Regions from separate parts of the Mus musculus genome. Here regions 1 and 2 are each linked to region 3. The links are chromatin contacts, called in public HiChIP or PLAC-seq and promoter capture Hi-C maps. All regions are on one chromosome and are shown on one strand. The core of a region is the stretch at or near the end of the contact, and the rest is flanking DNA. Distances in the headings are between cores, read along the strand shown. Region 1 holds the start of Kcne1 (potassium voltage-gated channel, Isk-related subfamily, member 1). Region 2 has its middle 11 kb from the start of Gm41497. Region 3 holds the start of D430001F17Rik (a long non-coding RNA gene).

What was found. Promoter capture Hi-C pulls out the DNA fragments that hold promoters and counts their contacts. HiChIP or PLAC-seq counts read pairs in DNA pulled down with a chosen protein or histone mark.
Region 1: a promoter capture Hi-C map of embryonic stem cells shows a contact between it and region 3, with 2.6 times the contacts expected there. The contact joins the promoter of Kcne1 here to the promoter of D430001F17Rik in region 3. A contact is called at or near these places in 2 of 39 promoter capture datasets (cranial neural crest and embryonic stem cells), 2 of 115 datasets of contacts at active chromatin or transcription factors (astrocytes and extraembryonic endoderm stem cells) and 3 of 9 other capture datasets (embryonic stem cells, embryonic tail and embryonic trunk).
Region 2: a contact with region 3 is called in an H3K27ac HiChIP or PLAC-seq map of extraembryonic endoderm stem cells. The contact joins the enhancer-like site here to the promoter of D430001F17Rik in region 3. A contact is called at or near these places in 2 of 484 Hi-C or Micro-C datasets (bone marrow-derived DN3 thymocytes and bone marrow-derived macrophages), 7 of 115 datasets of contacts at active chromatin or transcription factors (astrocytes, differentiating embryonic stem cells, embryonic basal ganglia and 4 more) and 1 of 9 other capture datasets (embryonic stem cells).

The regions. Positions count from the first base shown.
Region 1 is chr16:92,357,398-92,360,176 of GRCm38.p6, forward strand. It overlaps Kcne1 (potassium voltage-gated channel, Isk-related subfamily, member 1), which reads right to left and starts at 1,477. Exons shown (of 2, transcript NM_001362456.1): 1 at 1,438-1,477. The region is part of intron 1 of Gm30163 (a long non-coding RNA gene); the gene reads left to right.
Region 2 is chr16:92,233,489-92,236,246 of GRCm38.p6, forward strand. No RefSeq gene overlaps it. Among named protein-coding and RNA genes, the nearest start is that of Gm41497, 11 kb to the right of the region's middle. Within about 2 kb of position 1,408, at least 58 of the 459 cell types and tissues checked have an H3K27ac peak or open chromatin away from gene starts, as enhancers often do. A contact at or near this core is called in astrocytes, extraembryonic endoderm stem cells, pancreatic cancer cells and 1 more, where this site is marked.
Region 3 is chr16:91,952,596-91,955,295 of GRCm38.p6, forward strand. It overlaps D430001F17Rik (a long non-coding RNA gene), which reads left to right and starts at 1,415. Exons shown (of 4, transcript XR_876250.1): 1 at 1,415-1,682.

The DNA of each region.
Region 1 (2,779 bases), core at 227-2,726, 400 kb after region 3:
CCTGTTAAAATTTATAGGTTTTTATTTTTATGATTTTTTTCATGATACAATCTCTTCATCTACATGGCTCACTACCTTATCTCTAAAAAGATTTAAGTGATTATTGGTGCAGTGTACTTTTGCCCGGCACCTTGACTTTCCGTAATGCTCACCCTGCAATCCTTTCCCATAGCATTGTATGTTTGTATGTAGTGTAGTTTTCTCCATTACTGTGCTTGCTGTTGGATGTTCATCTTCCCACCGAAAGGCGAGCTGCCTAAGCGGGATTTCTGCACGAGCTATTTTTCATTCTGCCCACAACAGCTGGAACAGAATCTGCATCTGGTGGGAATGCAGTAATCATTCATCAGAAGCAGGCGTGCATGCATGAATGCACGGATGCCTCCATGCATGAATGCACGGATGCCTCTGAGTTCCATCCAGCTCCCAGAATGAGTGACCACACAGGCAGCCGCTCACCCCCAGAGACACTGGTGGCATGGGCGAATCTCTCCGAGGTCCTTCAAGAGCTTATGCTTTTAAAATGACCCCTAACCCACCATCAAAGGCAGGATCTGTAGGGTGGTGCCAGGACTGTTGCCTTGCGGTGCCTTCCTCATTGACTGGAAAAACCAAACAGGGGAGGAAGGCAGAAGTGTTGGGCCTCAGTCAAGTTCACATTGTATCCAAGAATCAGAGCAGCATGGTGAACCTAGCAAAGGCCCCATCGGGGACCACAAATGGCAGCTACAATTGGTTACAGTCTTACTCTGTGGAGGTAGACATTACTTCCTGTGCTGAAGTGAGCTATCAGTCCACACAGAGACAGCCCAGGGAGCGGGATGCATTAGACGACCCAAAGGGCCCTCCCTCCCCTAATTGCTCTTTACCTCAGTGGCGCTGCAGTAGGGATTGGAGATTAGGCACACACCATAGCTGTCACCTGGTTTCTTCTAGAAGCTTCCCATTCCCGCATTACTGCAACCATTATCAGATATCAACCATGTTTTCTACATCCCGTGCCTTTCCCACAGCAAATAAATAAATAAATAACAAAAAAATTTAAAAATCCAAAACTCAAAGAACCTTCCTGATCAAAATAATTAAATAAATAATTAAACGATAAAAATAAAATCAGGTTCTTTGTGGCTGGTGTGCTTCAAGTAATGCTGAGTTGGGGGTGGGGGATCTCTTTAAGGCTGAGGACTGGGGTTGGCGGTTTTAATTTTCATTTGATGCTTTTAGATATTTTCCAAATTTTCTCTGAGAATGCCACTGAGTTACTAATAAAAGCAGAATGTTTTCCTGTAACTTTCCTGTAAGTGAAGACAGGCAGAGAGGGGACTGGCTACAAGTTAAATCCCTGCGCCCCCCCACCCCCCATGCTGTGTGCCTGCCTGTAGGCCAAGACTGGTCCTAGCAGGGTACCTGTTGCAGAGGCAGGAGCCCCTGACTTACCTGGGTCTAGAAGCCAAGGGAACCTGGTGTGTGCAGCGGGAGCCTTGATGTGTGTGCCTGTGAGCCGGGGTCTAGGACCGACAAGCCCAGAGGCACTCAAGCGATGTTGCTTTGGGTGGGCGGAGCCTCACAGAGCCCTGGGGCTTCCAGCCAGGTTGGCTCGCTATCTGCCAGCCTAGGTCTCTGAAGTTACCCAGCCCACCCTGCACCCTGCACCCTGCACGCTGCACTCAGCCCCAAGGGCCGGAAACACTTTGACTCCAGCAGGTGGGCTTAGGGCTGGCAGGCAGTCTGTGGGAGAATAAGGAAGACAGACCAGGGCAGCACCGGACAAACACCCTATTAAATAGCTCCAAACACGTGCACCTCAGAGATGGCTCAGAACCTCTCCAGATCCCTTTATCTTAACACCCTGCTGGACCCCTGTGGCTCCTCGGCTATTCTACAAGGCTACCTTGAGCATCTACTTACTGGGTGCCTGGTCCTGGATGGACGGTGCAGAGGTAGCTAAATGGTCGAGGCTCTGCTGTGGGCAGTCAGTTGCTGGAGGAACTTCAGCCCTGGCGCCACCTCTGAAGTTCCCAGGCAAGTATGAACCGGCCTTTCTCTCCCAGCAGGAGCAAGCTCTGAAGTTGCTCAGGTGACTTCCTGGTCAGTTTCATAGCGTTGCCCACCCGCCTGACAGGTGTGAGTCAACAGGGGCAGCTCCGGTGGAAGGGCTTGGCTAGGCTGGCAGATGAGATACAGAGGCAGGCTTCTGACCTACAGCGAAAGGACACAGCCAAGGGTAACTGCTCCCCCCCCCCCGCCGCCACCCCCCCCCCCGTGGTCTTCCTCATCTGATCACTTCTAAGGACCACAGCCCCTATGGGCTCCTGGGGACAACTGGCTACAACTGAAGGCCCTCCCACGGGCTTACCTGCAACATTCCAAGATAATACTCCTGTTGACAAAGGCAGATGGGGAGCTGTGGCCATGTGGGTGGCAGAATCCAGGTACTGAGCCACAGTGGAGAGCACTAGACTGCCTCCAGCGTGTAATGTTATTCTGAGAAATCTATTCCAAAGAGAGGCACTGGGTTTAGAGAAGTCTTAAGGATATAAAGGTTCTTCATAGTTTTATTTATAATAATTAAAATCTTGATGCCTAAAGCCAAATAAATAAATAAATACAATTAATAATTAAACTAGGGCTTGTATGATACAAAGTTATTTCTCAATGAAATATCCAATGAAGCCACTAGCAAAATGTCGCCTAGTGGGTTGGTTATAATGTGGATTTCATCTGTCTCTTTGTTGAGACAGTCTCACTATGTTACTCTGACTGTTCTGGAACACTCTGT
Region 2 (2,758 bases), core at 158-2,657, 280 kb after region 3:
GAATCATAGCCTAATTGGCCATGGCTACTTGGGAGTGATTGTTGATTTTATTTTTCACCCAACTTCCAGGAGGAAGTTATTTCTATGTTATTTCTATGAAGCAATATTTCTGGGTATTTCTGTGGGGGTGTTTTAGGCTGACATTGTTAGAGCCTCTGAGTGAAGCAGGCATCCCTAGGGGCAAAAGCCTCTATCAATATACTTTCAAAATACTTTCTACCTACCTCTTGCTGTTAAAAATCTTGGAGAAAACTGAGCATGCACAGAGGAGTTTCTGTCCATCATCTTTACAACACAAATCGAGAATGCCCCAAGGCACAGCTCTTTGCCATTTTAATGCCTCTAGTATGTGCCCCATAATGTATGAAATAAGCATATCCATAAACGTCTTCACTATCTTCCCCTCGAACTGCAGTCTTAGACTGAGCATGCTCAGGTCGGTACCTTCTCCTAAAGTTCTTCCTTAAGTGGGTAAGTGTGCGTACTTAAACCAAGCCTGCCTTTCCTTTGTCAGGGAGGCCATTGTTTGGGGAGTTTGTTGTTGGTAATAAATCTTGCCTGTTATTTCTCTGACTATGCTTGCCCGTGGCTTTCGACTCACCCAGAAGTCAACCCATTGTATTTGGTTCCACGGTTGGCATTTGAATCAGTGGACTCTAGAATGCGGATAAGCATTCACTGATAGAATGAATGGAAGAGGGAGAGGAGACTGAAGCTTTCTGTCCTAAGATCCCGGGACTTAGAGCATCAGCTTCCTTGGGTTCTCAAACATTAGGACTCTAACTGAATTTATGCCACCCCACCCCATCCCCCACCCCCCAAACAGTGTTTCTCTGTGTGGTCCTGGATGTCCTAGAACTTGCTCTGGCTGGCCTCAAACTCAGAGACCAGCTTGCCTCAGCATCCTGGGTGATGGGATTAAAGGTGTGCACTACCACACCATACCCTGCACCTCAGGTTTTCTTATCTTCATCTTCATTTAGATCTATAATCACACAAATCAGTTCCTAGTCACCTTTGTCACTGTCTCTGTCATTGTCTGTCTCTACTTCTGTTTCTCTCTCTCCCACTCTGGTTCAGTGTCCCCGGAGAGCAGCAACACATTAGTTTAGCGTGACCAAGTAGAAAAGGAATTTGCTTTCCAGTCAGATCTGAATTCAAAATGTAATTCTAGTGTTTACTGGCCTGTGACCTTTGGCTTGTGATCTGAGAACTGACGTCTGTAAGGCTGGAGAGTAAGAACAATCGTGTTTACCATGGTGATAATGAAAAGGAATGTATGTGCAGAGCAGAGCCAAGTTGGTGTTAATGTGTAAACAGAGGGAAACTGGTGACAGGAATGAGGATGGCCTGACTGTAGGCACTGGGCATCTGAGAGTCCACAGAATCTGATTAGCTGTGAGTCCCGAGATAAACCTTTGGCAGCATGAAAGAGGGATTACAGCGGTAGGCTTCTGAGAGACAGGACAGTTAGGAGACAGAGGCGAGAGGCACAGAGGCCAGTTGAGATGGTCGTAAACAGCACGGTGTGAAAAGCCTCTGGAGATGCAGCTTAGACACCTCATTCTCCCACATCCTGAGACATCCCTCATATGTGTGGGTCACAGCAAAGGAAGCTGCCCAATGGCCAGCAAGGGAAATATGGGCGCCAGCCAGAGTTTTGATTAAAGTGGCAGGTATACCTTTTATGTCACCTCTCACTGTTCAGATGACCCAAATATGCAGAAGAATTCTGATCCAAACACCTAATTATTACAGACAACGTAGCCATTTCCTCCCTACGTTGCTTTTGGTCGTGGTATTTCTCACAGCAACAGAAAGCAAACTTGAACAGCCTGGAGCGTTTGAATGGAGTAGAAAGACAGCGGGTGTGCGTCTCCCTGACCTTTCGGTCAGCCACCTGATTTTCCTTTCTCTACCAAGCCCCTACCACACCTTGCTTGTGTCACATGACCCTTTCCTCAGGCCACAGTTGACAGACATAGGCTCAAACGGCAGTTTAATGTTTTCTCATCAGGGAGTTGGAACTTTGATCAGAGAATGAGGTCTTGAGGACAGGCCGTGGGCTTATCTTTTTAGCAGCTGTGTGGGTAAAGACCCTCTACTCCCTGTAGGAGAGAGGGCCTCAGGGGAAATTGTGGGTCTGCTCGCCTAAAGGGCAGTCTCACACCGCTTGGGAGAATCCAGACTATTAATTGTTTTACCTCTGAGTTACTTAACACTGCTTACTGTTTCTTATAACCAAAATAAATTATGGTTAGTAAAACAAAAATTAATTATTTAACTCAGGCAAATGAGTCTCACAGCCACAGACGTCTCATTTCTAAAAACGAGGATCCTTTTCTCTGCCCTGCCTGTATCTTTGGACTGGTTCAGCTGCATAAAGCACAAGGTACTTCATGCACAGTAAAGCTTGACCCAAGTAGAGCTGTTTGTAGACATCAAGAAGAGTGTCCAGAGCACCCCAGAAGCTGAAATGGTTTTTGTTTTTGTTTTTGTATTTTAAACTTAACTGCTGTGGTCAATCCCTCTCGAGCTCCAGAAGTCTACAGGCTGCAGGTTTGCTTGGCTTTTGCTAGATATTTAAGACTTTCATTATTTCTGATAGTGTACTTATCCATTCTACCGTTGGCTTGCTGCCAGGCCAAGCCTACTTTTTATATTATTACTGCCATTTGGAATCATTTTCAACAGCTCTATTTGACAGTTCAAATAGAAGAGTCTGTCCCAAGCACACTGTCCCCCAAATCTTTCTATT
Region 3 (2,700 bases), core at 165-2,664:
TTCTTGGGTGTGGTTAACCTCTTCTTGTTGGAATTTTCCTCCTAGAGCCTTCTGTAGGGATGGATTTGTAGCTGAATATTTAGTATTATCATGGAATTTCTCCATCTCTTGTGATTGAAGGTTTTAGCTGGGTACAGTGGTCTGAACCAGCATCCGAGGTCTCTTATAGTCTGTAGAACATCTATCCAGGCCCTCTGGCTTCTAGCGTCTCCATTGAGAAGTCAGGTGTCTGCCTTTATATGCCTTTATATGTTACTTGGTCTTTTTCCCTTGCAACTTTTAATATTCTTTGTTCTGTTTGCTTGGTGTTTTGATTATTATGTACTGAGGGGAATTTCTTTTCTGGTCCAATCTACTTGGTGTTCTGTATGCTTCTTGTACCTTGATAAGCATCTCCTTGATTACATTAGGGAAATTTTCTTCTCTGATTTTGCTGAAAATGTTTTCTGGGCCTTTGACCTAAGCTTCTTCGCTTCTTCTCCTTCCTATGTTTCCTTTCTTTCTTTCTTTCTTTCTTTCTTTCTTTCTTTCTTTCTTTCTTTCTTCCTTCCTTCCTTCCTTCCTTTCTTTCTTTCTTTCTTTCTTTCTTTCTTTCTTTCTTTCTTCCTTTCTTTCTTTATTCCTTCCTTTCTTCCTTTCTTTCTTCTTTCTTTCTTTCTTTCTTTCTTTCTTTCTTTCTTCATTTCTTCCTTTCTTCCTTTCTCCCTTTTCTTTCTTTCCTCCTCCTCCTCCTCCTTCTTCTTCTTCATTTATTTATTTCACTTATATGAGCACACTGTCACTGTCTTCACACACACCAGAGGAGGGCATCAGATCCCATTACAGATGGTTGTGAGCCACCATGTGGTTGCTGGAAATTGAACTCAGGACCTCTGGAAGAGCAGCCAGTGATCTAAACTACTGAGCCACCTCTCCAGCCCTACACTTTTCTTAGATTTGGTCTGTTCACAGTGTCCTGTGTCGCTGAATGTTTTGTGCCAGCATGTTTTTAGACTTGACATTTTCTTTGACTGAGGTATCCATTTCTTCTGTTGCCTCTGGGGGCCCTGCTTGAGCTCCTACGGTTTTCACTCCGAGGTCTTCCCCAGCTTGGCTTCTCTTTATTGACTCTATTTTCATTTCCAGGTCTGAGCTGTTTTATTCATTTCCTTCCCCTGCTCTGTATGTTTTAATAGATTTAAGGGATTTATTCATTTCCTCTTTAAGGACCTCTTTTATATCCATAACAGCTATTTTAAGGTCTCTGTCTTGTACTTCAACTATGTGGCCGTTCTCAGGACCTACTGCGGTAGGGTTGCTGGGTTCTAGAGGAGACATATTGTTCCGCCTGTTTTTGATTGTGATTCTGCTGGTGTCTAGGCATCTGGCTTCAGGGTGTTGGTAACTGTAGGTGCCTATATCTGGTCTTGACTATGTTGGGTGGATGTTTTGTTCCTTGGTTTCTGTTGTCCTCTTTGCTTCTCAGGAGGGTGTGGTGGCTGTGTGTTGCCTGGTAGGAAATTCTTTTGAGCTCCTGCTAGGTGTGGCCACTGAGTTTCCAGGTAAAAGGTCTCTAAGCACTGGGAGGTGACACTTAGGAATAAGGCTGGGCTGGACTGAGGGCAGGGGCAGGAGGAAGGAGGAAGGAGGAAAGCATGGCGTTCCTTCAGGATCTGCGTAGTCACCTGGGAATGGGGCAGAGAGTAAGGAGACGCCACAATATGTCATCTGCTACAGAGCTGAGGATGAGACGGGGGAGGTGAGGAGGGAAAGAGGAGATCTGCTAGCCTACCTGCCTCTCCGGTCGGCTTGGCTGGTGGGTTAGAAATAACTAGTTTCCCCCTCCCTCTCTTCCCTCTCAAATTCATGGCTTCAGTTTTAAAAATTATTGTTGTTATTCGCATATATACATAGGTAACCCTAACCCTAACCCACCTATGCAGAGGTGTGTGTGTATATGTACAGCCTGCTTGGTTCATTTGGTGTGTCTTGTGTGCGTGTGTTTTTAGGGCTGGCCCTTGGTATCATCATAGAGGGTTCATCTCTATGTAAGGCTAACTCTCCCATTTTCTCAGGCCTCTAGCCCTTCGTCTAGGGGCAGGGGCCTCTGAGATTGATCTCTTTCGCATTAGCATGTCTACTGGTGCTATCGCTGTTCTCATCCTGTTAGGGCAGCCATGTTGCTGAGGTTTCCATTTCCTGTCATTTCTAGGATATACACTCTGCCTAATGTGTTGTTGATGTGACAATTGGGGATGGATATCCCAGCATCAGTGGTTCTCTGCGATTTAATCAGTTGTGACTTTATTTTTTAATAGCATCCCCCAAAAGAGTTCTTTTTTTTCATTCTGTATACAGCATTCTGCTTGCATGTACGCCTGCAGGCCAGAAGAGGGCACCAGACCTCATTATAGAGGATTATGAGCCACCATGTGGTTGCTGGGAATTGAACTAGGAACCTCTGGAAGAGCAGTCAGTGCTCTTAACCTCTGAGCCATCTCTCCAGTCCGACATTCGATTAAGAAAGGAAAACTACTCGAAAGAATGAGACTGGGCTCGAGAACTGAGGGAAAAGCACGAGGTCCGTGGCTCTTTCTAGGTCATTTGCATAGCGCCCACCTCTCCTATTGCTGTGGGCTTTTCTGGAGCTTGCTATTTTTGTATGTAGCTCAAGTAGGAAGGAGGGTGTTGGTCTTTCTGTCCTCTGGGTTGTTTGTTCCG